Regions from separate parts of the Mus musculus genome. Here regions 1, 2, 3 and 5 are each linked to region 4. The links are chromatin contacts, called in public HiCAR-type and promoter capture Hi-C maps. All regions are on one chromosome and are shown on one strand. The core of a region is the stretch at or near the end of the contact, and the rest is flanking DNA. Distances in the headings are between cores, read along the strand shown. Region 1 holds the start of Sox30 (SRY (sex determining region Y)-box 30). Region 2 holds the start of Thg1l (tRNA-histidine guanylyltransferase 1-like (S. cerevisiae)). Region 3 holds the start of Adam19 (a disintegrin and metallopeptidase domain 19 (meltrin beta)). Region 4 holds the start of Pwwp2a (PWWP domain containing 2A). Region 5 overlaps Clint1 (clathrin interactor 1).

Region 1 (6,008 bases), core at 1,799-4,298, 2.3 Mb before region 4:
GACCATTTCTGTCCTTACTGAAGGGAGTATCAGGTATTCCTATATGACAAAAATTAAGAGACTAAGTTAATGTGCCATGTACACAATTTTAAAGTGAAGTATACCTTCACCTATACTTATAAAGTACCTGAAAACATACACTATAATATAGCCAAAGTACTGCCAAGATTCCAAAATCCCTCATAGTCACTGAACTCAGCATTCTAAGTTGGAGCTTAGAATGACTCCTAGAGAGTATACTATTGTTGAAGATACTATGCAGACACACTGGATGGCTATTTAAGCTTCATTAATATCTCTAACAGTGATTAACATTTAGTTTATTTCTCACTAATATTAAGGAGCAGGCACCTAAACTATGCACCTAGCACTATGTGTGTGTTAGTTGGGGGGGGATGTAAAGGAAGTCATTGACAGCAGATCGAGTGTCTTTGAAGCAAAAATGTTTATGCTCAGTTTTTCACTAGGAAGGTGAACATCCTGCCACACTGAATTATTAAAACTAGTCTCATGTCCTGGGAGGAAAATTATACATATGACCCTGTGAGTCATGGTACAGTTAAAATTCTTATAAAGGAAATTCATTAAATTTGTATCCCTATGCAGTTCATAAAAGCACCATCTATGAACTTTTCACATTAATTCCTTTTTTTTTTTTTTTTTGGTTTTTCGAGACAGGGTTTCTCTGTATAGCCCTGGCTGTCCTGGAACTCACTTTGTAGACCAGGCTGGCCTCAAATTCAGAAATCCAACTGCCTCTGCCTCCTGAGTGCTGGGATTAAAGGTGTGCGCCACCACGCCCGGCACATTAATTCCTTTTAGGGTTCCTCGATATGTAAAAACGTTTTTGATTTGCAAAGGATGTTTAAAATAAATAATCTTGACTGAGGATGTAGCTCAGTTAGTAGAATACTTGCCTAGTATGCATTGAGCCCTGAGTTCAATTCCCAATGCCATATAAATCAGATATAGTAAGTGGTTGTGCCAAGAAGGACTTGGGAACATGTCAGGCATGAACACATAAAGTAAATAGAAGGGGGTATTTACGTTATTAAAAAACAGAAGTGAGCCGGGCGTGGTGGCGCACACCTTTAATCCCAGCACTTGGGAGGCAGAGGCAGGTGGATTTCTGAGTTCGAGGCCAGCCTGGTCTACAAAGTGAGTTCCAGGACAGCCAGGGCTACAAAGAGAAACCCTGTCTCGAAAAACCAACCCCCCCCCCCCAAAAAAAAACCAGAAGTGGAGAATCGGGACTAAAAATTAAAAAATAATAATAAATGTAAAAGTTCATGTAAACATGAAGAATGATTATGACTTCCTAAAACATTCAGTGATACAGAGTTCTGTGTGAACTAATTCTAAGGACTTGCTTAAAATATACTTGAAAATACTGGAAAGTAGTATTTGGTTGTAGTGACTTCTTTTAAATATATCTGTATCTATATATATGCTTAGATATATGCTTTAAATATATCTTTAAAATATATCTTAAATATAATCACTTCTTTTAAAAATCACTTGGCTTATTTTTATTATTTCTAAAAGCTTTAGCTATATGCTATATGTATGTTTTCTCTCAGAAAAGTTACTGTTCTCTTTTAACATCTATAGTCAATATAAACAACTATCATTTTTCTCGAACACTGGTATATTTTATTTCTTGATACACATAAACCTAAGAAGCTACTATGATAGAAAATTTGATGTTATTTTATATAAACTGAGGAATCTGTATCATCTAACAAGGCCTTCTGTTGAGTCTATTCTCTTAATCTGTTTACTAAGTCTTAAGAGTGACTGTTTATAAAAACTGTGGCAATACTTAAGTGTATTTTACCAGTATGTGGGCAAATCAACCAGAAGCACTCCCTGTGCAAGCTAAGGGCCGTACCAGGATTCTACTTTTCGAGCTTCAGCTCCTGAACTGCTAATATGTCTGTGCAACACAGACCTGTGAAAGCCAGATTCCCCTGGCTTCTAATACCTGCATCTGAGGGCAGCACGGTGAGGGGGACATCTTTGGTTTCAATTTTTACAGAAGGCTCCAGCAAGGACTGCATTTTAATAGGCACTGGTGTCAGGGGGACTTTGGACAACCGTATCAACTCAGAAGGCGGAGGCCCCTGAAACTGGATACGGGCTCCAGGTGGGACGGTGTGGAGTGTCAAAGGGAACCTTAGGTCTTGCTGGTGTGGCCCAAAAGCACTAGGCGGCTGGGCCAGGATGGCCTCCTTGCTGCTGTGGACCAGGCCATTGGACGTGGCCTCCGTGCCCAGCCTACAATCGTCCCTGGGTCTGTCTGGCTCCTCCGTCTTGATGACTCCTTCTCCGATGGCCAGCAGGCTCTTGCCTTCCCCGCCTTTCAGCGCATCCCTCGGAGCCTCCTCTGCCTCCAGCTTGGCTTTCTTCTCATCGCTTCGGCGGCCGTCGAGGGCCTTCCCGGTGCCATCCAACTTGGCGGCCCTCGAGGCTCTCGGGCCGGCCTCGGTGGTCCTCCGAGATCCCACCGACAGGTCCAAGCCCGCCCCCAGCTCTTGCTTCTCGGCCTTGACGAGCAGCGTCCGGGGCTGCATGGGGTGCAGCTCCGGCCTGCAGGGGCCTCCGTCGGCCGCGGACTGCGGAGGCAACAGCAGCAGCTCCGGCCTCAGCTGCAGCAGGCGCGCCTGCGCGGACGAGGCGGCGGCGGCAGCGGCAGCGGCGGCGGCGGCTGCGCCCTCGTCGGGAGCCGGAGGCACCCCCGGTCCTCCGGGAGGCAGCAGCAGCACCTGTTCCGGCTTCACTTGCAGCAGGCGTCGCGTCCCTGCCGCCTGCGCACCCGCCGCCGCGGCCTCCCCGCACGACGAGGCCACCGCGGCCATGGCGGCCGTGGCCTGAGCCGACGGCGACTGGGAGCGCTCTGCGGCCGCGGCCCGGAAGGTGGCGGCCTCGACGGGCTGCGCGGGCGGAGCGGGGCGCAACGGGCGCGGAGGGGTGGGCCGCGGCGGTTGGCGCGGCGGCGGCGGCGGTGGCGGCGGTGGCTCCGGCCTGGCTCTCTCCATGGGGGAGGGGGCGGGCGGGCCGCGGCCGGGATTGTGAGCTCAGCCGTTTGTTGGCGGCCTCCCCCTCCCCCTTTCGGTTAAGACCCTTCCAAGGCCTTGGCTACCCAGAACCCTACGCGCTCCACAGACGGGCTCGCCTCGCCCAATCAGGAGCGGCCCGGTGTCTCCCGCCAGCCAATCACAGGCACGTTCCCCGGCTCCTCCCACCCTCCACACTAGCCGCGTGCGAGAACCCTGGAATCATCCGCCATAGACCGGGCCGAAGCTCCTTGTGTCCCATTTTCCACGCCTCTTCACTCTCCCTCTCTTCCGGATTCTCTTTAGGCCTTGACCTTGGTTACCCCGCCCCCTCCTGGAGCGCGACAATGGCGTTGCCCAGGAAACCCTTCTGTTCCACGCCTTTACCAAGGACCTCCAGGGATGAAGGCGTGGGCCTTTCTTGCGGGCTGGGCTCTCGGCCTTGTGTGTTCATAAAGCCGGAGTCTGATAGGGTCTTCTAGTCATTCTCAAGTATGGGGACACCTTGGAACTTATAACTGATCTTACTGGACCTGGTTTTTGACTAGGTATAACTATTTTACTAGTTGAATTTTCAGTCTGCTTCCAAGATGCGACCCAGATTCATCCACCTTTTGAGGTCCCACCCACCATTATCCTGCTTAGGCTTCCATTGTCCTTCTCTAATTCCATATGGATGTTACAGTTCTCCTGAAGTTTTGCTCTTCACCTATGTCCCACTACCTCCCGACTGCCAGTTGTTCTAAAAATACAAGTCAAACTGTCACATTTCCCCCAAATCTTTCTGCCGCTCCCACTGGTTATGAGATAAAAGTTCGAAATTCTTAACCCCGCAGAGCCTGATAAACCTGATTAGTAGCTTAGGCTATACCTACAGTTTGAGTTTTTTACACTTTCACCACATTGCTTCCCATGCTATTCTTTTTCATCACAGGACGCTTTAGCAAGTCAAGCATTTATGTCTCTTGTAACTCCCGTTTATTTTTCAACTTGGAGCTGAACCGGCATTTCAGAGAAAACCATGACAGCATTCGTTCGAATCTCTTTTATGCACTCACACCTGATCATGTCCTTTGAAGTGCTTTCTTTGTGTGATTATTCTGCGCCTCTTCCAGTTGATTGTTACCTCCTTTGGGAAAGAACTGCTTTTGTTTTGCTCATCATTGACTCCCCAGTGCCGACTGTTGAGTAATTGTGCAATAAATGCTTATTGAATAAAGAAATAAGAACTGCCACAGCATAATAAAATAGTAATACTATGTATATTAAGGGCTCATTTTAAGGTTTTTTTTCCATGTGTGTGCCTCTTCTTTTAAGAAGGAGTGTGTTTAGTTTTTATTCAATATTAGCAAGTAAATGAGAAATTATCAACATTTCCTGCATCACTAGACATCCTGACTAAAAGTTACAGCTCTATCTTGAGGAAGATAAACACTATAGCCAAGGCAATTAAAGATGAATTCTTTACTAAAAGTTAATGCTCTATCTTGAGGAAGATAAACACTATAGCCAAGGCAATTAAAGATGAATTCTTTCTAATGCTCTATAGTTCATACATCTATACATGGAAGAACACAACACAGATGGACAACTAAACCTGTAGATTGTGCTTAGGAGGTTCAGGCAAAAGGGTTGTTATAAGTTTGAGGCCAGCCTGAGTTATCTGTCAGTTAAAGTCCAACTTTGGCTACAATATGAGATTCTGCCTCAAATAGACCAAACTATACTAAACAAAACTGGATTTTTAAAAGCCTTGCTAGGTTCAACACCCTAGCATCTCAAAAAAAAAAAAAAAAAGTACTTAGCTTAAAGAATAGAACAGAATATAATTGTTACACTAAGAAGACATAAATATTTTTAAATTAAAAAAATACCAAGAAATGAGAAAAAGAACATGGCCTTTACTGAAGTAAAAGCTCCAATCAGTGTTGGAAATAAGGTTAACCTATGTTGTCTGCATAGTAATGAAAGGGAAGGATATCAAGCAGAGTAGACACACCAAGCAAACAAAGATCTTGAGAGACTGAGAAAACTATGTTAATGTGTATTTTAACATAAGAAATGCAGTAGAGACCGGCAGGACATTTTATAATAACAAAAAGACCAGCTCATCAGAGCATGATACTTGCCAATACACAGTAGCCACACAACCTCACTGCCCCACGACATGTGGCACAAATTGACTGAATGAAAAGGAGAAAGACTACCCAGCATTACATTGATACTTCAATATTTCTTTAATTTTTAAAAATTACATTTATTTATTGTATGTGTGAGATGGTATAAAGTGTGTGTGTGTGTGTGTGTGCGTGTGTGTGTTGGGGCAGGGGGTTATATCCATGCCACAGTCTGGTTCCCTGGGAGCTCAGGTTGCTAGACTTGGTAGCAAATGCTTTTAACCCACTGAGCCATCCTGCTGGCCCCTCAATATTTCTTTTTCATTAAGTGGTAACAAAGACTGAAATAGCAAATCAGAAATATTTCAGAATAGCTGAGCAATGTTGCAGGATATTTGATCACACTCAGACCTCTGATATGTGTTGTTTACTGGAAAAAACTTTTTACTTGTGATGTGGCTCAGCCTTAGCACACACCTTTAATCCCTGTGGCTGTAATATAGACATACCCTTAGTACACACCTTTAATCTCAAACAGTGAAGAAAAGTTAGTTTGTAGAAGGAAGCACCCACGTTTGAAAGTGATGTCTAATTGAGTGGCACAAAGTGACAAATCAGAGAAAGATTTGACAAAATAGGATATGCCCAACTCAAGAAGAGAGAGAAAAGAAAGAACATCTTGGAGCGAGGAGGCACTTTTACTAGGGCAGTACAGAGACAGGTTGAGGAGAGAACAAGCTAGACACAGGTGAAGACTGAACTAGCCAGACAATGAGAAGGAACCAGAAGCTTGTCAAAGTTAGTATCAGGCCAAGCAGAGCAAAAAGTCAGAGGC
Region 2 (5,831 bases), core at 66-2,565, 2.3 Mb before region 4:
TGTTGCCTGGGCCTTCACTTATTCCATACATGATAATCACTCACTGTTGTTCTGATACTCAAATCACCTCAGATTTGCTCAGTGGCAGCACTAGTCCTCTGGGCTCATTTTGTCACTTCGTCTTATTACTCCTAGCAGTTCTTTCCCTTCTGCCACAACATGTGCCCCAGTCTCATTTTGTGTTTTCTGTGACTCATCTAACTAGGAGGCAGTCACTTCTTCTAGGAGTATACTCTAGTGGAGAGAGGTGTTAGCAACCACGAATTGTATGCCTATTGCTTTCAGGGTATCATTTCATCTGTGCCCAGTGGGCAAAGCTAGGAAATGCATTTTAAAACAATCCTGAGTTCAAGAGTGGGCAGATGGCCCTGTAATTATTATGTTTGCCAGGCAAGCGTAGAAATCCAAAGTCAAATTCTCAACATTCAGATATAAAGTGGGATGTGGAAGCTTATACCCATCAGCCCCAGTGTGAGATAGGCAGAGAGAGGAGGCTCCCTCAAACTTGCTGGCCATCTAGTGACTTCTAGGTCAACCAGTGAGAGCCAGGATCAGTGAAAGGCAGTCTTAAAATTAAGATGAAGGGGGATTGACGAAGATACTTGATGTCTTCCTCTGACCTCCACAGATGCACATAAACTCACCCACACACATACAAAATCTTTTAATAGTGATGAGTACAAATTTTAAATTCACCTAATGACATATGGCAGGGTAACCTGCCTCTGGTATTCACTTTTGGAAAGCCTGAGAAAGGAAGGACACACCATGTGGCTTCCAGGGATCAAAGTTATCACACCTGGCATCAAGCATCTTTACAGACTGAGTTGTCTTGCTGGCCCTTTCTTTGTTTAAATCACACTTTACTGGAACAACCACTAAATAACTCTAGAAAAAAAAAAAAAAAAACCAAACAGGGTCAATGGAAGAAAATACAAAATTGTACAGATGATCAATTTCTATTTTATGTTCCTTGTTTAAACTTACCTAGAAGAATCTAGAAGATCCTCCCCACCCCATCCCCGAACTATAAAGTGATAATTTAGTGTATTTCATCTTAGCAAGGAATTTAGAAATGCTACTTAGAAATGCTTTATAAATGCTATTTAGAAGTACAAGACAAAAAGGTCACAACTATACTTTTAAACTTGGTCACAAAACAACATCTGATAGCTTGCGATTTGCTGCCTACGGGGTAACAGACAGGCACCCACAGCCCAGAAGAACACGCCTGGCAGCCAGCTGAGTTGAAGGCAATAGAGTCAATAGAGAAACCTCCACCGTGGCTAGAGCGGCTCTGACAGCGACAGGAACTTCCGGGGTGGGGCCCGTCCATTGCTTCCTTATGGCGAATGTGGGCTTTCCGCACAGCGAGGATCGGCAGTCTTTTGGCTGCTACTTCCGTTATTTTAAGACGGTGCCTGAGATTGGGGGTGGCCATGGCCAAGAGCAAGTTTGAGTACGTGCGGAATTTTGAGGTTCAGGACACATGCCTGCCGCACTGCTGGGTGGTGGTGCGGCTGGACGGCCGGAATTTCCACCGGTGAGCTGGAGGGGCGGGAGACCGCGTGGTGCGCCCACACTTCCGGGAAGTGCGCCTCTCGTAGTTACCGGGGTAACGCGACAGCCAATGAACACTCAGCATTGAGCGTCGCCTGAAGGACTTGCTAGGTGGTTGAGATATTTAAAAGGAACTGGGTACTGTAATTGGTGAAAAACCCGTGCTACTTTAGCTGAAACCAGTTTGCAAGAACTTTGTGTGTGTGTGTGTGTGGGGGGGAGGTGTCATTTCTCGGTCCACTACTTAAACTTCAGTCACACGTGCGACCCTTTTGTTATTTTTGAGAGTTGTTAAGAGGCCCGCATAAGCCTAACTGTGGTCATGAGTTGATAGTATGTCCCGTTCTCATAGTCAGCTTCATATTACATGAACTGACTGCACTAGAGTCAGGAAGAAAAAAGGAGAGTAAACTATTGGGGACTTAATTTCAATAAAGGGCTATGTTATTCGTTATTACCATTTTATAGCTGTTTAAGTACATAGAGCTATAGTAATGTTTATTGAGCACTTAGTAAGAGCATTTTGATCTCCTAATCAGCAATACAACCTGATAAGGTAATAGTGTTCTCAATTCACCCAGTAAGGTGAAACTTCACAGAAAAGTGGATTGAAGCCTAGCAGTTGTATCCCTTTTTGTCAGTGTGTCAAAGTAAGAAAGAAAAACGTGTTTTTTTTTTTTTTCTGTACATGCTTATGCGTAAGTTTAGGGTTAATGTTGGGTGTCCCTCCTCAGAGCTGTCCTCCTTGTTTTTCTTGAGACAGTCTCTCATGGAACTTCCTTGGAACTCACCAGATACTCTAGCCTGGTGGTCATCTAGCCCCAGGAATCCTGCCTCCACCTCTCCAGCACTGGGATGACAAGCAGGTGCCACCAAGCCCCCACCCTGTTTTATGTTTTGGGGCTAGAACTTGGTCCTGACAGTTTACCTACTGAGCTATCTCTCCATCTCTCTTAACTGCCTCTGTGGATGGTGTTGGTGATGACACTCTCCACCGCTTGTGCCCCTCTCTTTCCTCTATGAAGGTTTGCTGAGGAGCACAACTTTGCCAAACCTAATGACAGTCGGGCCCTCCATCTGATGACCAAATGTGCCCAGACAGTAATGGAGGAGCTGGAGGACATTGTGATTGCGTACGGCCAGAGTGACGAGTACAGCTTTGTGTTCAGGAAGAAGAGCAATTGGTTCAAAAGAAGAGCCAGGTGAGCTTCAAAACCAGCCTCCGCTAGGATGCTCTCCCGTTCTCTGCTCCTCTGTTTCTCATGGCGACAGCTGAGATCCTCAAAGTTGTGGGTGATGCTGCATTTACAGAGTGTACATGTCCTATTTTGACTGTTTCCTTCCAATGAGATCTGAAAATTCTTGTGCTGTGTATTTTTTTTAAGATGCTTTCTTTATTTAATTCTTTTCCTTCTGTATCCTGTCAATCCAGCTTCCAGACTGACCTATTGAATAGTTAGACGGATAAGCAGAGACTTAAGCAGAGACTTTGAGAGAAAAATAGAGTACTGGTGATTCATGGGTAGCATTGCAGGGTCACTCTTTCCATGTATTAAAGAGTTATTTAAACTTTTTAACAAGGAGATCCATCTTATATTGAATTTGGTAGTATACTGAAACTCTTTGGGGAATCAAATTATATGATGAATTGGTATGTCTTCAAAATAATGGTCCCCTTTCTTCCAAGACGGAAAACAATACCATACCCACAAAACAACAATAAGAAAATCTTGAATTATAAATGTATACCAAGTCCTATGGAGAGAGATTTGGTGTTAGTGAGTGTGCTGGCTAGTTTTTTGTCAGTTTGACATAAGCTAAAATTATCTGAGAGGCAGGAACCTCAATTGAGAAGATGCCTTCATAACATCAGGCTGCAGGCAAGCCTGTGGGGCACTTTCTAAATTAGTGATTGGTGGGGGAGGGCCCGCCCACTGTGGGTGGTGCCCTTCCTGGGCTGGTGGTCCTGGGTTCTGTAAGAAAGCAGACTGAGCAAGCCATGGGAAGCAAGCCAGTAAGCAGCATTCCTTCATGGCCTCTGCATCAGCTCCTGCCTCCAGGATCCTGCTCCCTTTGAGTTCCTGTCCTGATTTCCTTCAGTACTGAACAATGATGTGAAAGTATAAGCTGAATAAACCCTTTTCTTCTCAACTTACTTTTGGTCATGGTGCTTCATCATAAGTCAGTAAGTAGTTTAAGTAGAGGCTGACTCCATTGAAAACATATTAAAAGTTTCTCTTAGCTGTCTGGGAGCTTTGTATAATCTCTCTATTGTATCTGCAGATCCAGTCTTGGCGTGGAATTAATACCAAATACTTTCTCTTTTCTTGTTCTGCCCAATGTGTCTTACAAGTAAGTTCATGACTCTCGTGGCCTCCCAGTTTGCCTCCAGTTACGTATTTTACTGGCGGGATTACTTTGAGGACCAGCCCCTTCGGTATCCTCCAGGATTTGATGGGAGAGTCGTGTTGTATCCTAGCAACCAGACTTTGAAGGACTACCTCAGCTGGCGACAGGCAGACTGTAAGTGGTACCAAGTACACAGTTTGAATCAAACCTACCAAACCTGTGCATTAAAGCTGAGGGTCTCATACAAGTTTGCCTCATTAGTACATTGTTGGAGTCAAGTGTCTTTTAAAAGTTGTTTGTTTGTTTGTTTGTTTTCATTTAATAGAGCCTTTCTTTATAGCCCAGGCTGACTTTCAATCCTGCTGTATAAGGCCTGTGTTAGAGGATGTGTCCCACTACACCAAACTGTCTCTCACACTCTAATTAGTTAACAGTATTTGAAAACTCAGGAGATTTTTGTGGGAGAATTATCTGTAGTTGTTTGTTCTGTTGTTGTTGTGTGCATGGTGTGTGTGCACATGCATGTTTTGTATATGAGTGCATGTGTACATGCATGTGCTTATGTGCACTGTTGCAGAGCCTATACAAGTGTTGCAGAGCCAGAGGAAGGAATGGGCTGTCCTGCTCCATCACTTTGTTCTGTCTTATTCCGTGACTGAACCTGGAGCAAGTCTGGCAGCTGGCAAGCCCCAGAGATCCTCTTAGAAGAGCTCTGGGGTTTCTGGGGTTCCAGGTGCACGTGGCTATGCCCAGCTTCTTACACGGGTGCTGGGATCCAATCTCAGGTCCTCCAGCCTGCACAGCAAGAACTCTTACCCATTTAGCCACTGTTTCTTTAGAAGATAAGTACATTTCCACTCCATTCATGCAGAGCCTGTGTGATCCCAGCTCCCTTATTGGTTTGCAACACACTCATGAAGTCATAAGCTGCACAGTCCCTGCCATTCCCCTGGGGTTACCTTGGCAACTATTTCTAGGACGAACACCTAAGTCAGCAGATTTGCATTAGGCATTACTGAATGACCATGTGAAGTTGTTTTCAGGAAGTTAGTTTACGTGCCTACCCCTTTCCCTGTCTGTTCCCTTTGTAGGCAGACTGGGGAGCCGCTGTCTCTGAGATCTTTGTACTTTAAAGTGGAGAGAAGCTGGGTTGTGATATTCCTGGAAACATAAGTAGTCTATATGTAAAACAAAGTGAATATGCTATAGTATATAATATTATACATTTGTAAGGATAAGATTCAGTATATATAAATGTTATTTTGTTTTTCTCACAGGTCACATCAATAATCTTTATAATACAGTTTTCTGGGCCCTTATCCAGCAGTCTGGACTAACACCAGTCCAAGCCCAGCAGAGATTAAAGGTATAAAGATCCTACAACAGAAATGCGGTTGAGGACACTTGCTCTGGTCACTGCTGGCATTTCTGGAATGTTCCCTTTTGCTCCTTAGCTTCCTTTGCAGCTCTGTTTGGGAAGGATAGGAAGCTCTCAGCAGCAGAAGCTCCTGCCTTGCTTGTGGTCAGCAGAGTCGGTTATTACTTCTCCTGGGGCCACTGTGCCGGCCTGCTTACACTTGGCTGCGATTGCATCTTGGTTCCTCCCCTCTTTAGACAATGCATGTGCTCTTTTCCTCAGCCCCTGGAAAACCTTCCCTCGTGCCGTATCCTGTTGGACTATTATAAAGCCCCTCCCACCCCCCAATAAAGTGAGAGTCGGTGCTGACAGTCATCTAGCCTTACTCTGTGTATCTCTGCTTTAGGAAAGTTTAGGGTAATAGTTCTTACCTCCTAGGCTTATAGAAAGTGCATGCCTTGATGTGTTCAAATGCACGGAGAAGCCCGTGCTCAGTCAGTACTGGCCTGCCTTCGTGGAGAACACTGCTGCCTGTGGGATGACTGGTCCTTCAGTGAGGTGATGT
Region 3 (5,853 bases), core at 3,021-5,520, 2.4 Mb before region 4:
CCCACAAGAGCAGTATGATCTGTATTGGTTTTGTTTTTGTTTTGAAAGGTGACCCTGCCTGCTGGGAGAATAGGGAGTAGGGGACAAGGACAGAGGAGAAGCAGAAAGGGTGGCAGCAAAGCTAGGGGGCGCACCGGAGCTCTGGTGAGAGAAGATGTGGCTCTAACTTGGATAGCATCCTGGAAGGTGATGATGTGGTGAGGTGCTGAGGAGATGCAGAAGGGTGTGAGCTCAGGTTTGTTACCAAAGAGCTTTAATTTCCCCCTTGGAAGTGACACTCACCTCCCTGGGAGGGCCAGAGGTAAAGGTGACTTCTTCGCCTCCCAACCATTACCATTCACTTGCAAATTGTTAACCTTAACTTAACCTTCCAAGTGTTGAATTCGAAGTTATATTTCACTTCCTTAGTTCCAAACCTTCTCACCTCCAGTTTTTTTCTTATCCTACACACCTGGGTTCTATCAAGAACAGCAAGTGCTCTTAACTGCTAAACCATCTCTCCAGCCTCAGTTCCTGTCAGTGTTGCTGTGAATTTTCATTTCCTCAACTAAAAGGGCTTGGGAATGGGTTGCTGTGAATTTTCATTTCCTCAACTAAAAGGGCTTGGGAATGGGTCTATGAGTTTGTCGTAGAGTGAAGGAAATTCCCCATTAAGATATCCCGAGTTGACATAGTGGGACTGATAGAGGTAGGCAGCAAATTCCTGAGAAAAGAAGCCTAAGCCACAGAAGAGCCATGTTCAAGAATGGAAGACCTCAACACTACTTACAGGTCATCTTTTTTTAAAAAAATATTTATTTATTTATTTATTTATTTATTATATGTAAGTACACTGTAGCTGTCTTCAGACACTCGAGAAGAGAGCATCAGATTTCGTTACAGATGGTTGTGAGCCACCATGTGGTTGCTGGGATTTGAACTCAGGACCTTTGGAAGAGCAGTCGGCAATCTTAACCGCTGAGCCATCTCACCAGCCCTACAGGTCATCTTTTAAAAGATAAGAATTTCCTGATCCCTAAGCAAATTACATCTCTGAAACTGAGTAGATCTGAAGACTCCCAGAGATGTCACCAAGGAACCCTGTGTTCTGTTCCTTCTAACTCAGCCTCATCAACCGCAGGAGGGATTAAAAGATGACTGAGCTTTTGTGGCAAACATCTGTAATTCCAGCAAGACAACTAGAGGTCTAAGGCCATCTTGGCTATCTAGAGATCTCTGAGACAGCATCCACCTACACAGCATCCTGTCCCAGAGAAGAATTAAATTAAAAAAAAAAAAAAAAGGTTCTGCCAGGCATGGTGGCACACGCCTTTAATCCCAGCACTTGAGAGGCAGAGGCAGGCGGATTTCTGAGTTTGAGGCCAGCCTGGTCTACAAAGTGAGTTCCAGGACAGCCAGGGCTACACAGAGAAACCCTGTCTCGAAAAGCCCCCCCCCCAAAAAAAAAATTTTAAAAAAAGGTAGCTGGAGCCAGGCAGTGGTGGCGCAGGCCTTCAATTCCAGTACTCAGGAGGCAGAGGTAGGAAGATCTCCGAGTTAAAGGGAGCCTGGTCTACAGACCTAGTTCCTGGACAGCCAAGGATACATAAAGAAACCTTGTCTCAAACAAACAACATTCCAAAACCCAAACCCCAAAACAAACAAAAAAGTGTTGGATTACCACTGATTAAATTCCTTTTCAAAAATATGATATATTTGCAATCAAAATGTATCCTTAAAAAAAGTCTTATTGGTTTTGTTTACACTGGTACAAATCAGAAGAGATAGATACATTTACATTATTTACCCAAAACATCCTGAGTTCTTAACCCTATGCTACTACGCTAGGTGCTTAATGTTCATGAGGGAACAAGTGAGACATAGTCCTCTACAGAGACTGATGGATCTAGACTCTTAAACAAAAGGAGCTGTACAGGATAGAAGAGAACGACAAAAGGTCTCGGATGGTGAAAAGCACTGAGGGCAATCTCTTTACACACAGTCCAGTTTAAGTACACGTAAGGCAACGTAACTGGAGAAGGGTTGCTCACAACTTGAAAATAAGGCCAGAGCACGTGGGATCAAGCTTTCAGTGTCAGACCTGGAGCGTCACTTAACAAAGGGTAAGAGAATGTTATCTCTGGCTCACTTGTTTGCTTTCGGTGGGATGGCCTGTATTCGGTGAAGTTTAACATTAACTGCACGCCTGTGACAGACAAAGATGCAAGTGACTTCAGGAATAGGAGAGGGAGAACCAACAACTGCTTGATTCTGTCTCACCCAAAGGAATTCCCTATGCCACTCCCTGTATCACCGGGGATATTGTTTATGTTGATATTGATTATGTTGGTATTGATTATGTTGATATTGATTATGTTGATGCTTTTGACCAGCTTTAGCAGCTGCTTTGGCCACTTCATAAATGAAAGAAAAAAAAATCTTCGTCACATTTGTATAAGAGCCAGGAGTTTAACTTTGAGGAAATTATATTTCTGTGGTCTCTTGGTAGAACTTAGAGCCATTAAAATCATAGTTTTGGGAGATGTCATGATTTGGGAAGCACCTTTTAAAGTGTATGAATGGTACGATTCCAGATTCATCAGTATATAGTCATAGAAGGACAGGAAGGGGGAAAGGAAAATATTAATAGCAACTGCTCATTTGGGGATCATGGGTCACTTTACAACTCGTAGATTTTGCTTTCTCCCCGGGTCTGCAGTCACTCTACCTCACTGACTGTTCTCAAGGCCTCCAGATCCCGTGAAGTTTACTTTCCTGTCTTTCTTCTGTGCAAATGGTAGGCTGGAAAATCAGACTCGAACAGGACCTGGCTCCCTCTTCCCCGAGGAACCCCACACCCCAACAAAAGGAAGAGCCTTCTCCTATCCAAGGCAAAGGAGCTGGAGCGTTGAGTGGAGGAAACCCTCGGGTCAGGTTCTTGCAGGGATGGGGCGGGGGCTGCAGCCTGCCCAGCCCGTACACTAGGGCGTCGTTAGCTTGATTTAAAAACGCTGACGGTTGGTACAGCAAGCACCCGCGACCGTCTGGAGTCAGCCCAGCTCTCCAGCTGCCTCAGAGCTAAGGCTAAATAAGCTCTCCCGGGTCAAGATGACAGAAGCCAGGCATTGCCCCTCCGGGACCGTCCCTTCCGCGAAATCCTATGAGAACCTCTGAGGGATGCGGCCCGGGAGGGAGCGGTGCCTGGGAAAACAGTTGTGAGAAATAGGCATTATCCAGCGTCCAAACTGGAAGCGTGGAGCCCATTCCATTTTCTTCACATGAAAACTGAGGCCAAGAGGAGATAGGCATTGGGTGAGGTGGAAAGAAAGCTCCGGTTTCCAGTATCAGATCTTCAATGTGGGGCGTACTTATACACACCTGGGTTTTTGTTAGTGAACTTCAGCTTACGATCTGCATAATGGGTGCGCATGGTTCTTTTATGGTCTTTCAGAGATGCTAAGTGTACAGGCAGAGATAACCAGTAAACCACCCTACCCTAATCTCTCGGAAACCTTTGATTTTCTATCCCACTGGTATGCTTTTGACACCACCACCCCCCCGCCCCCAGCAAGATCCAGGGAGTGGTTCCCTCGCCGATTCGGGATAGGATGCTTGGGGTGCTCCTCTGGGGATGCTCTGGGGTTGCTAGAGCAGCGGGCGCAAAATAGCGATGAGAGAGAGGCAGAGCGGAGACGAGCAACCTCAAGAAAAACAGCAAAGATAGGAAGAGCAGCGGAAAGAGAAGCCCAAAGTAAGAAAACACGGGGAGATGAAGAAAGGAAGGCAAGCAAAGAGAGAGAGAGAGAGAGAGAGAGAGAGAGAGAGAGACTTACTGCTTTCTGATTGCAGTGAGCGCACTAGCTCCACGACCTCCCGTGGCTCACCACAAGAGAACAAAGCCTGGGCTCCTAGGCTTGGGGGTGGCGATACTCACACCCGGGGAGTGGCGGAGTCCGCAGGGATAGCGGTCATGGAGCTGCCGGCATGCAAGAGCGACTCTCAGACCCTCAGTCATCACCACCACCCCTAGTCGCCTCAGAACCCATCTGCGCGCTGCCACTTACTTGTGGTCCATCCCGGCTCGCACGCCGCCAGCGGCCAATGTAGCTGCAGAGCGAGAGCCAGCAAGCAGAACCGGGCGACGCCCGCGCGCCCGGGCATGATAGCAACGGCCCTCTCACTGTCCGCAATCACACATCCCCTGCCATTGCCTGCCCCCGGCCTAGCGGCGGCGGAGGTTTTCAAGCAAACGCCGGCCTAAAAGCCACCCAGCCCACATCCCAGACGCTCCGCCCCTAGCCCCTCAGGGCTCTGCCTGGAATGGGAGGAGGGGAGGCGCCACGCGGAGGAGGGGGTTGGTGGTGGCTGGAGGGACAGCAGTGGGAGGAGCGAGGGAAGCCCCCCGGGAGCATCGCTGACTCAGGTGAAGGACACCCAGGGGAAGGGATGATCCGAATTTCTGAAGTAATCAACCATTCTTGAGGCCTGGGAGATTACAGGACTGGGGTTGAAAGTGTTAAACACACACACACACACACACACACACACACACACACACACACACACACACTTCTGCCCCACTGTAGCTAGTTTACTCTATCCCGCTTTATGCTAAGTACTTTGGGTGACCAAGACAACTCTTTGTAGCTCTACCTTCCAGGATTGACTACTCTTGGAGTCAGGCTGTGAAAGAGTTAATTCCAAGGGACTGAAATGAGTGCTAAAAGAACTTGTTTTCCTATCGGGACTCCAATCTGGGCCTTTAGTCCAGGCCTTCTGACACGGGAGGTGGGGGGTGGAGGGGGTGGGGTTGCAGATCCAGCATCCCAGAGGACAGGGCTTCTGTACTCCAGAAACAGAACACCAAGCCCAAGAAACAGTCTAGACAGGATTACAGAGAAGGAGGGAAGCCTTGGGCTGTATAGGTTGGGGACAGGAGAGAGCAGAATTTGGGATGGTTAGGGTTTAGGATGCAATGGAAGATGAAGCCCACAAATGATGGCTATCACTAAGAAAATTACAGTAGCAGACACTTAGGACTTAGCTTTTATTGACATTCCGTACGTGCTAGGGCCTCTGATAGTTGATCTTGTCATGAGTCCGCTGTGGACTGGAAATGTGTCTCAGCTGGTGGAATGCTTGTCATGCACTCATGAAGCCCTGGGTTCCATCCCCAGGACCTCGTAATTCCAGGAGTGTGGTGCACCACTGTGATCCCAGCACTTATGGGGCAGAGGCTGGAGGATCCAAAGTTCAAGGTTAATCTCTGCTACGTGGTGAATTTGAGGCTAATCTGGACTCCATTGACACAGTGTAGAATAACAGTGATAATTAGGCGACCATCTGGAGGGGGTAGGTATTGGCTTCATCTCTATCTCCCCTCTGGGGGAGGGGAATCAAACCAGAAAAGCATTAAGTCCCCTCACCAAAGGTCACAAAGCTAATGTCTGGGTTTCACTTAGAGTCTGTATATTTGCTATTACAAAGCCTGGTGCAACATGCCTTAGTTGATGAATGAAGAACAGAAAAAAGAGATAGCCAGAAATAATCTGTATAGGGTTGGTTAGCAAAACTCCAAGGGAGAGGAGGCTCTGGAAGGGGAGTCTCGCACCTACATTTGTCAGTTCCTTTCCCCATCCCCCACCCCCAAAACCAGGCCAGGAACTCTCAAAACCAATGCACCGTGAGTCTGCAAGGCTCTCACAGAGGGAAGGGATCAAACCATTCTTACCATTGGTGTGGACAGGAACTGTGTGAGTTCTCTCCATCTGCTGTAATGGAAAAGCAGATAGTGGCTTAGAGAGTTGCCTTTCTCACCCCCAGGCGGCAAGGGGTGTGACTGGTCTGAGGCATTAAAGACTCATTTGTCAGTCC
Region 4 (5,368 bases), core at 1,153-3,652:
ACTAAGCAAGACTGCATGTCCTTTCAAAAGCTCTTCTGACAAAAAATAAATTATTATATACAAGAAGTGCTGTTAGCAAAATAGAGCAAAACTCAAAATGACAATTCTCTAAAACTGACAGAACGAGCACCTCAACATGAAAAATCACCATCCACTCTATTTCCAAACACTTACCTTTTTGCACCTTTCTTTTGCAGATTTGAAATTCAGATTCTCACAATCACTGGCCTCTTCTTCTGTTTGATTCAATAGCATACACATTAGAGTGTCTCTCTTGCTATTAAAAACATGAGTAGAAAGCAATCTATATTCAGCTTTCTAATTATGAAAATGAAAGCTACTAATGAAAGCACTAACCCAAAGACAGTCAACAAATAAATGAATAAGTAAAAGCAAGGACTCTGAAGACTAACAAAGTACACTGAGCAACTGAAGAGTTGTCCAACATAACACTCCCCACCCCACCCCCTGCCATATTCCAATGCAAATTTTAAGTAGCTGTTTCCAGGTAGGAACAAATTCCTGTAACTTTACAGGAGGTCAAGGAATTTGAGAGTAAAGCATAAGCCGGGATATGGATATGATGGGAATGCTTATCATATCAGTACTTGGGAGAGGCTGAGGCAAGAGGATTGCAAGCTCAAGGCAAGCATGGACAACTTAACTAACCCACACCATGTCTCAAAAGTCAAAGAAACTCTGGAGGAAGCTGGGGGTGTGTAGCTAGATGGCAGGATGCTTGCCTAGCATGCAGAGGCTCTAGGCTCAATCTCCAGTACAGAGAAAAAAGAAGAGAAGAGAAATACATAAACACATCAAACACACAGAGCCATTTCCAAACAGGTGAGACACCAGAGTGTGTGTGCTGTTGCAGGAAACAGAATGGAGAGCCATGAATGGGAGTCTCTGCACTTCCTATCTGCAAAAGAAGAGAATAAAAAGGTTAACTCTAGACTGAAAGCAGATTACCTTCTTTACCTGTTTAAAGCAGTGCCCAGAACATTTTAAATCAAAAGGTGAAAATATACTGGATAAGACAGAGGTTTGTAGGTGAACTCAACCTTCTAGTCAAAACAAATTTAACTGTAAACATCGTCTCGGAAATCTTTTGAGACTCAATCTCTATCACTGCCAAAGAAAAAGTCATGCGAACATTCCTTTGTAAACCCACCACTTGGGTAGTAAATGTTCAAAAGACAGGGGACCTATCCCGTCTCCAATATTTCTTTAAGCTATAAGTAAAATTAGCAAAAGGTACCTCCTTATTAAAGAGTGATCCTCCGAGAAACTATTTCCAGCAGTTCTTAATAACAGTTAAAAAAGGGTTCATTAACTCTAGGCTCTTCCTCTTTTAACAACTGACAGGTAACCTTTTGGGAAGCCCAAAGCACACACCCCTTTCTTCAGCCCCGCTAAAGTTAAAGGTTGATTTGAGGACAGGGAGATGCCTCCGCAGCACCTCTTCCCCCCCCCCCCCCCCCACAGCACCCGTTTCTCTAGGGGATCCATCTGCATTTTGCATTAACCCATCTGCCCCAGTGCGCAAGCCAGAGGGTCGCAGGGGGCTGGGGATGCGGAGGCGGGGTGTGCCAGCCATCTGCACCCGCGCGCGTCCCCAGCTGCACACCTGGGGCCGGGGCCGCGCGCGTCGGCCCCACGCGGAGCGCGCCCCACGCGGAGAGCGGCGCGGCGCGCAGGACCCGAGGGCGGGGCGGGAGCAGCTCGGGTTCGCGCTCTCCCTCGCGGCGGAGCGGACAGCTTGCAGTTGGGGGGCCGACGGTACCTTTTGGATAGGTCCATGAGGACCCCGGAGAAGAGCTTCTCCCCGAGGCGGAACGACACGACGAGCGCGTCCTCGATGATGTGGTCCAGCGTGACCCGCACCTCCGAGCCGGGGATGAGGTGCGACACCGCCGAGTCCCCGCCCGCCGGCGGCACGAGCGCCGGAGCTGGTGGCGGCCGCGGCGCGTCCTCGGGCTGCTCGGGGGCGGCCGGAGGCTGCTCGGGCGGCGAGACCGGGACAGCCGCGGGCTCGGGCGGCTTCGCCTCCTCAGCCTCGGAGCTATCGGCCAGCTCCCCCGGCGGCGGCGGCGGCGGCGGTGGCGGCAGCGGCTGCTCGTCGGCCTGAGGGGCGGACTGGCGCCCGTCGGCCTCGCCGTCCGGCACCGCCGCCTCCGTGGCCGTGACCGGGAGGGGGGTGCCGGCTTCGCTGCCGGGAATGGGCTCTAGCTCCGGCTCGGCCTCGCCGGCGCCCCCTTCCCCGGGGGACGCCGCGGTCGCCGCCGCCTCAGCAGCCACGGCCGCCATTTTCTCGCTGGTTTCTCCCTCCTCCTACTCGGGCTGCGGCGGCGGCGGCGGCAGCGCGGCTGGGATCCCGAGGCCTTCCCCTCCCTCCCGCTAACACTCTCGTCCCGCCCTTTCCCTGATGCTCGTGATTGGCACCGCGCCATTGGCTCCGCCTTCCACCCCCTTCCGCACTTCTGTCAACCCATTGGTCAGAAGGAGCCGTCTGTCGCGGGCTGAGTCCCGCCCCCTCCCTCAGAGTAGGAACTTCCCATTGGTCAGGTGAGTTGTCAAGTGGAGAATCTAAAAGGAGTTTGAGGGGCGGGCTGAAGGATGGCAAAAGCGGCGCCCTGTGCTTACAGCCTGTATCTATTGGTTAGTAGGGGAAATACCGCTTTAGGATTGGTTTATGCCCCTGCCCTTACTCGGCCCGTTCTTCGGAGGTGGGAGAAGGGAAGAAAACGCGAGTCGTGCCAGTTCTTTCAAAGACTCCCCAAGGGGGGAATAGCGGGAGAATGCAGAAAGGGAACCACTTCCCAAGAATCTTTGCGCAGAGATCCTTAGAATAAATGTTATTTCTAGGCTTGGATTTGCTTGTGGCCAAGTGTGGGCACAACAGGCTTCTGTTGGGAAAGATAACTAAAGTTCCGAAAATAATCCTGAGACACTTTTTGGGTGCCTATTCACTAGTCAGATTACGAGGTGCTGGAAACAGGGCGATGTACAAGACATTCTCCATGACCACATGACAGGAGCTCCCGCATACACACAAGCGGTGTTTTCCTTGGTTTCACTCTTTAAAATATAAAGGACTAAACTCTAGGAACCTGCTAATTTCAAAAAAGGAAAATTCTAACGAGAAGACAGACAACTGGCATGCTAAATTGACTGTAGTCCTTAGATCCACGGAAAGAGTTCACTATTGAAGCCTTTTCTTTCCTTACCCTCTTCCTTGCCGTGTGCAGAAAGAAAGAAAGAAAGAAAGAAAGAAAGAAAGGAAGGAAGGAAGGAAGGAAGGAAGAAAGAAAGAAAGAAAGAAAGAAAGAAAGAAAGAAAGAAAGAAAGAAAGAAAGAAATCTAGGCATAGTTGCCGGTGGGGCAGCTCTTGGGAGGCACAGGCAGAAATGGCAAAATTCTAGTCCAGACTTAATACAGTTTCAGGATAGACTCAACTGCAAACTGAGATCCCATCCCAAGAAAGAAAAGATGAGGGCTAGGGGAGCCCTCCAGTGTCCTAAGGTCCTTGTTTTTGTGGTTTGGGTTTTTGTTTTGAAACAGCGTCTCCCTATGTACTTCTGGCTTGCCTGGAACTCACAGAGATCGGCCTCCTTCTCTCTGCCTCCCAAGTGTTGCGTTTAAAGACCAATTCTATTTGAAATCTGTTAAGTCTAGAAGGAGCCACTGTACTCATTTCTTGCAGATTGTTCCTCAGTCAGTCCTTTCTAATAGGAGCAATCAGAGGCACTGAAAACACCTACAAAAGAGAAAGAAGATATTTACCAACGTGGAGGGAAGAATGAAATGTCAAAGATTAATTGAATACTATATATCAATATCTAGTACAATCTTACATGGTCCTTGCAATTCGACAAGTGCTATTATACCCATTTTATTTGAAAACTGAGACAAAAAGGTTTCTAATGTTGTTTAGCTAATAAATTACACGGTCATAAGTCCAGGTATTTTTTTATAGAAAAGACAAAATGACAATAAGCAAATATTAGCCAACGTTCTGTCTATTTCAAGCTTAGCAGTTCTCAGGAAAGTAAAAGTCCAATAGAAGATGCCAGTCAAGGAGAATTCAGAATCTCCCTTTACAGCCACAGGGAAAATGGAGTTTGTTTAGAGACCACTGTGTACCACTGACTTTCCCAAACCCTCTCATTTGAAGTCCTGTGTTCTGGGGGTCTAGAGCAATGGCTCAGCAGTGAGGACCATGTGCTTCTATTGCAGAGAATCATAGTTGGTTCCAGCACTCCAGGGGATTCAATGCCCTCCTCTAGCTACCTTGTGCACAAACCTACTCCCAGACATACAGAGATGAATAGCTAAAAGTAGTGAAAATAACCAGGCATGATGGTGCATGTTTTTAGTGAAGGAGACAGAGACAAATGGATCTCAGTTCAAGGCCATCTTGGTTTATATAGCAAGTTCTAGACCAGTGTACTGGCTAGTTTTGTGTCAACTTGACACAGGCTGGAGTTATTATCACAGAGAAAGGAGCTTCAGTTGGGGAAATGCCTCCATGAGATACAACTGTAAGGCATTTTCTCAATTAGTGATCAAGGGGGAAAGGCCCCTTGTGGGTGGGGCCATCTCTGGGCTGGTAGTCTTGGTTCTATAAGAGAGCAGGCTGAAAAAGCCAGTGGAAGCAAGCCAGTGAAGAACATCCCTCCATGGCCTCTGCATCAGCTCCTGCTTCCTGACCTGCTTGAGTTCCAGTCCTGACTTCCTTTGGTGATGAACAGCAATGTGGAAGAGTAAGCTGAATAAACCCTTTCCTCCCCAAGTGCTTCTTGGTCATGTTTGTGCAGGAATAGAAACCCTGACTAAGACAACCAATTAGGGCATCTATCGTAATGAGACTGTATCTTAGTAATCAGCTTTTAAAGCACACTAATATGTTTTAACTCTCTTTACAAATGAAAAAACTGGGCCTTCCTCAACAAACAAGCAAACAAACTGTGCTTGCTAACATGCACACGCATTGGTTTTGATACCTAGACAGAGTAAGAAAGCCAAAAACATCTCTTACGGGGATTACGTTATGCTTACATTAGACATACACAGGTCTTGCCTTACAGAATTTTCATTATGACTCTACATCTATAGTTCACCACAATCAGCTAATTAAACAATAACATATAGTCTATGGAGCCATGACACCCTGAATTCTCACACTGTATAATCTCCCACAGGGAGGAAAATAAGAGTTGGGTCCTGGTACCTCATTACTTCTCAACGTAATTACAAAATTCTGCAGTGACTAGTTTAAACTTCCAATTTATCACAGATTGTGGCATGCATAACAAGGCACCCTCCAGGGCTACTGTTTTCATTGTGCAGCTCAAGAGACTCTACTCAC
Region 5 (5,548 bases), core at 811-3,310, 2.2 Mb before region 4:
ATAATCAGTAAGAACAAATATCTCCACTAGAGAAAAAAAAAAAAAGAGCCCAGACCATCAACAGGCAAAGTCACAACTGGCCTATAGAATACATGTTCAGACACAGCACTCAAAAACGTGATGTGATTCTCTCCTCATCAAAGACTCTGAGAGGCAGGACTACCTCGGTTTGGAACACAAAAGAATTTAGGAAAAACCTCAAGCTAAAACACTGAAGTGCAGAAGAAATGAGGGTCTCTTGGTTAATGACTTTATAGACGATGTGTAGCTCACAGCGAGTGCTTCTGGAGACAAGCAGAAGGGAGATCAGAAGGAAAGCTGTCCTCAGCCAGAAGCCACAAAGCTTTGCCACACAACAAATGCTGAAGTCTGTCTCACTGAATCCGCACACACTCCATCTAGGAGGCAGTGTGCAGAGCTCACCTGAGCAGCTAGCTGGGAAGCCAATGTAGCAGGAGCAGAGGTGCGGCCAGTCTGGGCTACGTGGCAAAGTCTCATCTTAAAAAATTTACAAATAATATTCACTAAACATTTTTATAGTTAACCTTTGTGTATTTAATTTGGGGCAAAATGTTTTCCACATTTAAAAATTCATCGTCATCATCAGTGAAAAAAACCACTACCAACTTCTAGTAAACAGAGCTTAAAGACAGCTTGCACCCAAATGCAAGAGGATTGACTGAGGCCGCCCCACTGTGCTTCCAATCCATGTAAAATGCAGGTAGGTTCAAATGATAAGGAATAATTTGGACTTGATACATTTTCAGTCCTTAAAAAATGTTTTTAAGCCTGGGAAACGTGATGGCAGTGCACGCCTTTAATCCAAGCACTCGGGAGGCAGAGGCAAGCAGATCTGAGTTCGAGGCCAGCCTGGTCTACAGAGTGAGATCCAGGACAGCCAGGGCTACACAAAGAACCCCTGTTTTGTACTAAGCCCTATTAACACAGTTTTTCTAGTTGTACTGGTGACACGTTTCTCTCCACTCTCACTCAAGAGACATACAGCTTGTGGAGCAGTAAGTTAAGACCTAAATTCCTTATTCACAAAGGGACAAAGCCTACAAGGTTGACTCACACTAAAAGAGAAATGGAATGTTTTTAGCATTCTATTTTTAGTTGGCTTAGTTTCTAATTTTAATACCTATTTTCTAGCACTGACTTAGGAAAACTTTCTGTAGCAGGCACTGAAACATCATCTCTAGAAGACTAACTGTAATGGAAGATTATGATGGAGCATGTATCAAAACAAACTCAAGAACAAGATGACACACAGCCTAGGTTTCACATATGCAGTTATAAATTTGGTCAGATAGTCTACAGATTTTAATCAAGTATTTTAGCACATTTTAGCAGATATTCTGTAAAATGCTAGCAATGATGATGTAAACACACACACACACACACACACACACACACACACACGGCTATGGAGATGCTCATCTGCTGAGGGGGCCATGAGCAGATGCTTGCTTACCTCACTGGTGGTCTGTGGCCCTATCACTTGCATGGGAGTCTTATTATACATACAGGACATCTGGCAGGTCCTTACACAGTCTCATGTGCAAGTGCTAGTTTTTAAATTTAACTTCCTTCTGTAGCAGAACTTCATTTAAGATCCACGGCTAAATATATATTTCAAATGAAGTTATTAAAAAGTAATTCTGATGTCAAACCATGTTCAGTTGCTTTTGAGATAATATTAAGCTAAATTTTAAGGGCAAAAAACCTTGCAGATTTCATTTAAATTCTGCCTCAGTTACTATATTAATTGTTATATGTATATAAGTCAGTCTACCATTTACACCAGAGAAGAAAAAACACTCAAAGGGTTCTTTCTGCTCAAAGCAATTTTTTGTTCAAAGAAATCTTGGGTCACAGAGGAGGAAAGTCATGGCATACAGATGATCTTCCCAGTTACTTAATTCTTTGACTTAAACAGGGCCTTTTCATAGTTCGTGCCAGGAAGTCCAAAATAACTGCTATTCTGTGACACATTAGATGGCTGTATGCTAACTACCAGTTCGCACTGTAGCTCCAATCTTAAATATACAGAGACAGCACCCAGCGGCTGTTCAGACACCCAGGGCAGCGTTCTGCTGCTGTGAGTGTGGCAGCCTCTCTAGGTCACAGTCATTGTAGAACAGTGACAGAAGGGTCTCAGAACCAGGTCAAACCAGATGCCTTGCAAGTTTATTCCTAGGCCAGTAGTTCATGACAGCATGAGAGAAAGAAAAGAACTGGTGGTTTTACAATCACTAATCTATTTATGAAAAGCAATTTATATCACGGACTTGTGCTTAAAGCAAAAAGCAAGTCCAAAAGCTTTGCTTTTGGGAATTATTTACACAACTTGAAAACAGCTGCCCTTTGGACATTAGTTCAACCTGCATCCTGCTCATCTATATTTGAATGTAATCAACTTTAAAGAGCCTTAGAAAAACTATCCTTAAAAAGCTCTTACCTTGAGCTATTTTTTATTGGAATACAGTAGTTTATTAAGACTGTAATCATCAAGTGCAATCCTATGGTATCCAAGTTGTTAGGAATTACTCAAAGTTAGCACACACTGGAGATCACAAGAAGAAATCCTTAGTCTCACCACTGAGACAGGCGTCATCCACTGTTCAATGTGATGTTCTCCCCCTTCTCTCTGACAGATCTGGGTATTTTGCCCAGGTTGCCTGGAGACCCTCTCAACTCTGCTTGCCAAGAGCTGTAGGCACAGGCATGTGCACTCCACCCTGGCCACAGCCCTCTTCCAATAAGCTTAATAGGAAGTCAGTTATATATATTCATATAGTGCCCCCTTCCCTGCAAAGCACCCAGCATGCTTATAACTAGGTAATTACAGTCAATTATTGCCCTTTGACTGACGATTACTTCCTTTATTTGACTTTTCCAAGAGCCCAAGAATTCCAGTGTCTGGGTCAGCACACACTCGCTGACAGATGAAAAAGTAGTAATGAGCATATATCTGCTTTGACAACCATAATGAAGTTTAGGGCATGTAACAAAAGCATACAGAGTAACACATATTTTTATAAAGGAAAATTTAAAAGGTGAATGTTAATGTAAATTTTCACATCTTAACAGCTTAAACATGCAAACAACAAAGCCTCCAAACTCTTTGTGAAAAATGTCATCAACATATTAGACTCTGAAGGAGGAAGCAGTATGGAGAGGAGAGGAAGCCCTGTGAACTGAGACATGTCACAGTGATCTGAGGTCACATTTACCAGTCACTGAGACTTGTGGACTACAACCAACAGTTTTTCCTCTCAAGGCCTAAAGGTCAGAAGGTTTAAAACTAGGTGAGATCTTTCTAAAGCTTTGAGAAATGGGTGTCTGACTGTAAGGCCGAGAAAGCAAAGGTAACCCACATAGTCACTCATAGGCACCAAAGAAATTAGGGTAAGGGGTTACCAAATTCTCACCTTCTTCCTGTTAGGCAGTCAAATAATTCTCTCCAAATAGCAGAGAATGCTCATTAATTTCACATTAGTAAATCCAGGAAGTATTTCTGCAGGACTGTAGAGTCCAGAGTCACACAAATGCTTGGCAAATGCTCTACTAAGAAACTATATCCCCAGTTCCCTTTCTAAGTTTTATTTTGAGACAAGGCCTCTTTGTTCACACTAACCTTAAATTTGTGGCCATCGTCAATGATTACAGGACTGCATAACCATACCTGGTAAATCATGTCTCTCCCTACATAGCCCTGGCTCTCTTGGTACCCACTGTGTAAGACCAAGCTGGCCTTGACCTCTCAGAGATCCGCCTGCCTCTGCTTCCCAAGTGCTGGGATTAAAGGTGTGCGCCACCACACCCCACTACAACATTTTTCTTTTTTAATTCCATCTTTCACACACACTAAAGAGAGAAAAGCAGAAGCACGGTTGCTGGAAAGGCGAGCCCGCTGAGCTTACCTGCTGACTGGCTACTGCCATCAAACAGGTCAACGAGGTCCCCCGAGGACTTGCTGCTCGGCACCGATGGCTGAAACAGCGGAAACAGTGAGCAAGGTTAAAAGACCTCCAGTGTCAACCCCCAATTTTGACAGAAATCCTGTAATCATCTAAACAAGGTGAGATTTGGATTTCTAAAAAAAGTAATTGGCCTTGAGTCCTTATAGAGAAGGAGCACTCTATACAATAAGCACCGTGAAATTCTAATAGGGATGTCTTTTTCCCCCCAAATGTGCTTTTTTTCCATCAGTCTTAAAATATTTTATTAAGGAAACATATATGTGTGTATGTGTGCACACGTGTGTAGGTCACTTGGGGTTCAAAAGAAGGCATCAGATCCCCAGGAGCCGGAGTATGTACATCACATGTGGTTGTGAGCTATCTGATGTGGGCCAGAGACAACAGTGCACCATTTCCCAACCCTTCGAAAAACACGGTCTGCCCAGGGTGGCCTGGAACCCAATCTCACTGCCTTAGATCCCAAGTGCTGGAATTATAGGCATGCATGACCAAACCAGGTTCTAACATTTGATTTTTTCTCTAACTCACTTCTCCTCATAGTGCATTTCAATCTGGAAAACCGTGCACTTCACACTAACCAAGTTACAGTGCTAGCTAGCTGCTCTTTATCCTTTCTTCAACCATGCTTCCCCTAGAGATTGCAGCTGAGATCAGCCATGAGATGGAGGCAGATGGCCTACCCTGGGATTCACAACCTCCCCACGTGCACAGCAGTGTCATTTCTACATAGACACAAAAAGTACTAAGTACGTTCTACAAAGTACATAGACAGTCTCAGCGCCGCAACAGGTTTCTTATCTAAAGAGAGCTGCTAGTCATGACTGAGCAGGGCATGCCAGATGATCTATAATTGATTGACGGATGAAAAGGCCCCAGTTTACTAAAGCAGGAATTCAGGAAGACAGTTTAGAGAATACGACAAACACGCTGTATAGACCTATGTTGTCTGCACCTTGGCTGACGACTGAGGCGTGTGGGTTGAAGCATTCTGATCTGGGCTGGCTTTGTCCCCCGTGTAATGTGCTGCTGCTCCAAGATCAATGGTTTTGGAAGGGTTTGCTGTGCGCTTGTGCCGGGTTGTGGTGGTCTCTGTGGCCTGTGTGATGTGGATATGCTTCGTCGTCACCGTTTCCTCTTCATCTTTGAATTCACCTTTGGGAGATCTACCTCTTCTTGCTTTCTTTTCCTCATCACTGTCGCTAAAAGATATTAAAAATGAAACAACGTAATGAGGCTTGGGATTACTGTAAGAAGGAGCCCTTAACGATTTGAGTGAAGGAATTCAAATGTGCTAACTCCAAAACTCTACATGTTGTTGACAGGATCGACGCAGTATTATTTAGGTGGCTGAATAACGATGCACATGTGTGAGGGAGGGAAGAGAGATGTTCAAAATTCCCCAGTTAAGTCTAAAATATACCTAAGGGGAGGGTGATATGCAAAAAAATGCCTAAAATACCTCAGTGCTTGTTTCAGACTTAAAACTTATCTAGCAGATAAAACAGCAGCATGCTCTCAGAACTCGGGCAACACACATCCACAGCCTCTAAATATAAGGTGCA

The links. Promoter capture Hi-C pulls out the DNA fragments that hold promoters and counts their contacts. HiCAR-type assays count read pairs that join an accessible place to other places. Capture Hi-C pulls out chosen DNA fragments and counts their contacts.
Region 1: a promoter capture Hi-C map of pre-B cells shows a contact between it and region 4. The contact joins the promoter of Sox30 here to the promoter of Pwwp2a in region 4. A contact is called at or near these places in 3 of 39 promoter capture datasets (embryonic stem cells, liver and pre-B cells).
Region 2: a promoter capture Hi-C map of adipose tissue shows a contact between it and region 4, with 7 times the contacts expected there. The contact joins the promoter of Thg1l here to the promoter of Pwwp2a in region 4. A contact is called at or near these places in 8 of 39 promoter capture datasets (the 3T3-L1 cell line, the C10 cell line, embryonic stem cells and 4 more), 2 of 484 Hi-C or Micro-C datasets (CD4 T cells and muscle stem cells), 4 of 115 datasets of contacts at active chromatin or transcription factors (astrocytes, fibro-adipogenic progenitors, large pre-B cells and 1 more) and 2 of 9 other capture datasets (adipose tissue and liver).
Region 3: a contact with region 4 is called in a HiCAR-type map of astrocytes, with 3 times the contacts expected there. The contact joins the promoter of Adam19 here to the promoter of Pwwp2a in region 4. A contact is called at or near these places in 3 of 39 promoter capture datasets (cranial neural crest, liver and pre-B cells) and 2 of 115 datasets of contacts at active chromatin or transcription factors (astrocytes and embryonic stem cells).
Region 5: a contact with region 4 is called in a promoter capture Hi-C map of liver, with 4 times the contacts expected there. The contact joins the enhancer-like site here to the promoter of Pwwp2a in region 4. A contact is called at or near these places in 5 of 39 promoter capture datasets (3T3-L1-derived adipocytes, hippocampal neurons, liver and 1 more) and 1 of 115 datasets of contacts at active chromatin or transcription factors (astrocytes).

The regions. Positions count from the first base shown.
Region 1 is chr11:45,977,350-45,983,357 of GRCm38.p6, reverse strand. Sox30 (SRY (sex determining region Y)-box 30) reads right to left here and starts at 3,048. Exons shown (of 5, transcript NM_173384.2): 1 at 1,985-3,048; 2 at 1-39. The coding sequence starts at 3,038.
Region 2 is chr11:45,950,987-45,956,817 of GRCm38.p6, reverse strand. It overlaps Thg1l (tRNA-histidine guanylyltransferase 1-like (S. cerevisiae)), which reads left to right and starts at 1,315. Exons shown (of 6, transcript NM_001080969.3): 1 at 1,315-1,543; 2 at 2,586-2,762; 3 at 3,914-4,083; 4 at 5,187-5,275. The coding sequence starts at 1,353.
Region 3 is chr11:46,054,401-46,060,253 of GRCm38.p6, reverse strand. It overlaps Adam19 (a disintegrin and metallopeptidase domain 19 (meltrin beta)), which reads right to left and starts at 4,270. Exons shown (of 23, transcript NM_009616.4): 1 at 4,044-4,270. The coding sequence starts at 4,140.
Region 4 is chr11:43,679,032-43,684,399 of GRCm38.p6, reverse strand. It overlaps Pwwp2a (PWWP domain containing 2A), which reads right to left and starts at 2,402. Exons shown (of 2, transcript NM_027557.1): 1 at 1,784-2,402. The coding sequence starts at 2,307. It overlaps Gm34963 (a long non-coding RNA gene), which reads left to right and starts at 2,336. Exons shown (of 2, transcript XR_388594.3): 1 at 2,336-2,565.
Region 5 is chr11:45,893,508-45,899,055 of GRCm38.p6, reverse strand. Clint1 (clathrin interactor 1) reads right to left here. Exons shown (of 12, transcript NM_001045520.4): 7 at 4,939-5,185; 8 at 3,927-3,996. Among named protein-coding and RNA genes, the nearest start is that of Clint1, 44 kb to the right of the region's middle. Within about 2 kb of position 2,060, at least 8 of the 459 cell types and tissues checked have an H3K27ac peak or open chromatin away from gene starts, as enhancers often do. A contact at or near this core is called in liver, where this site is marked.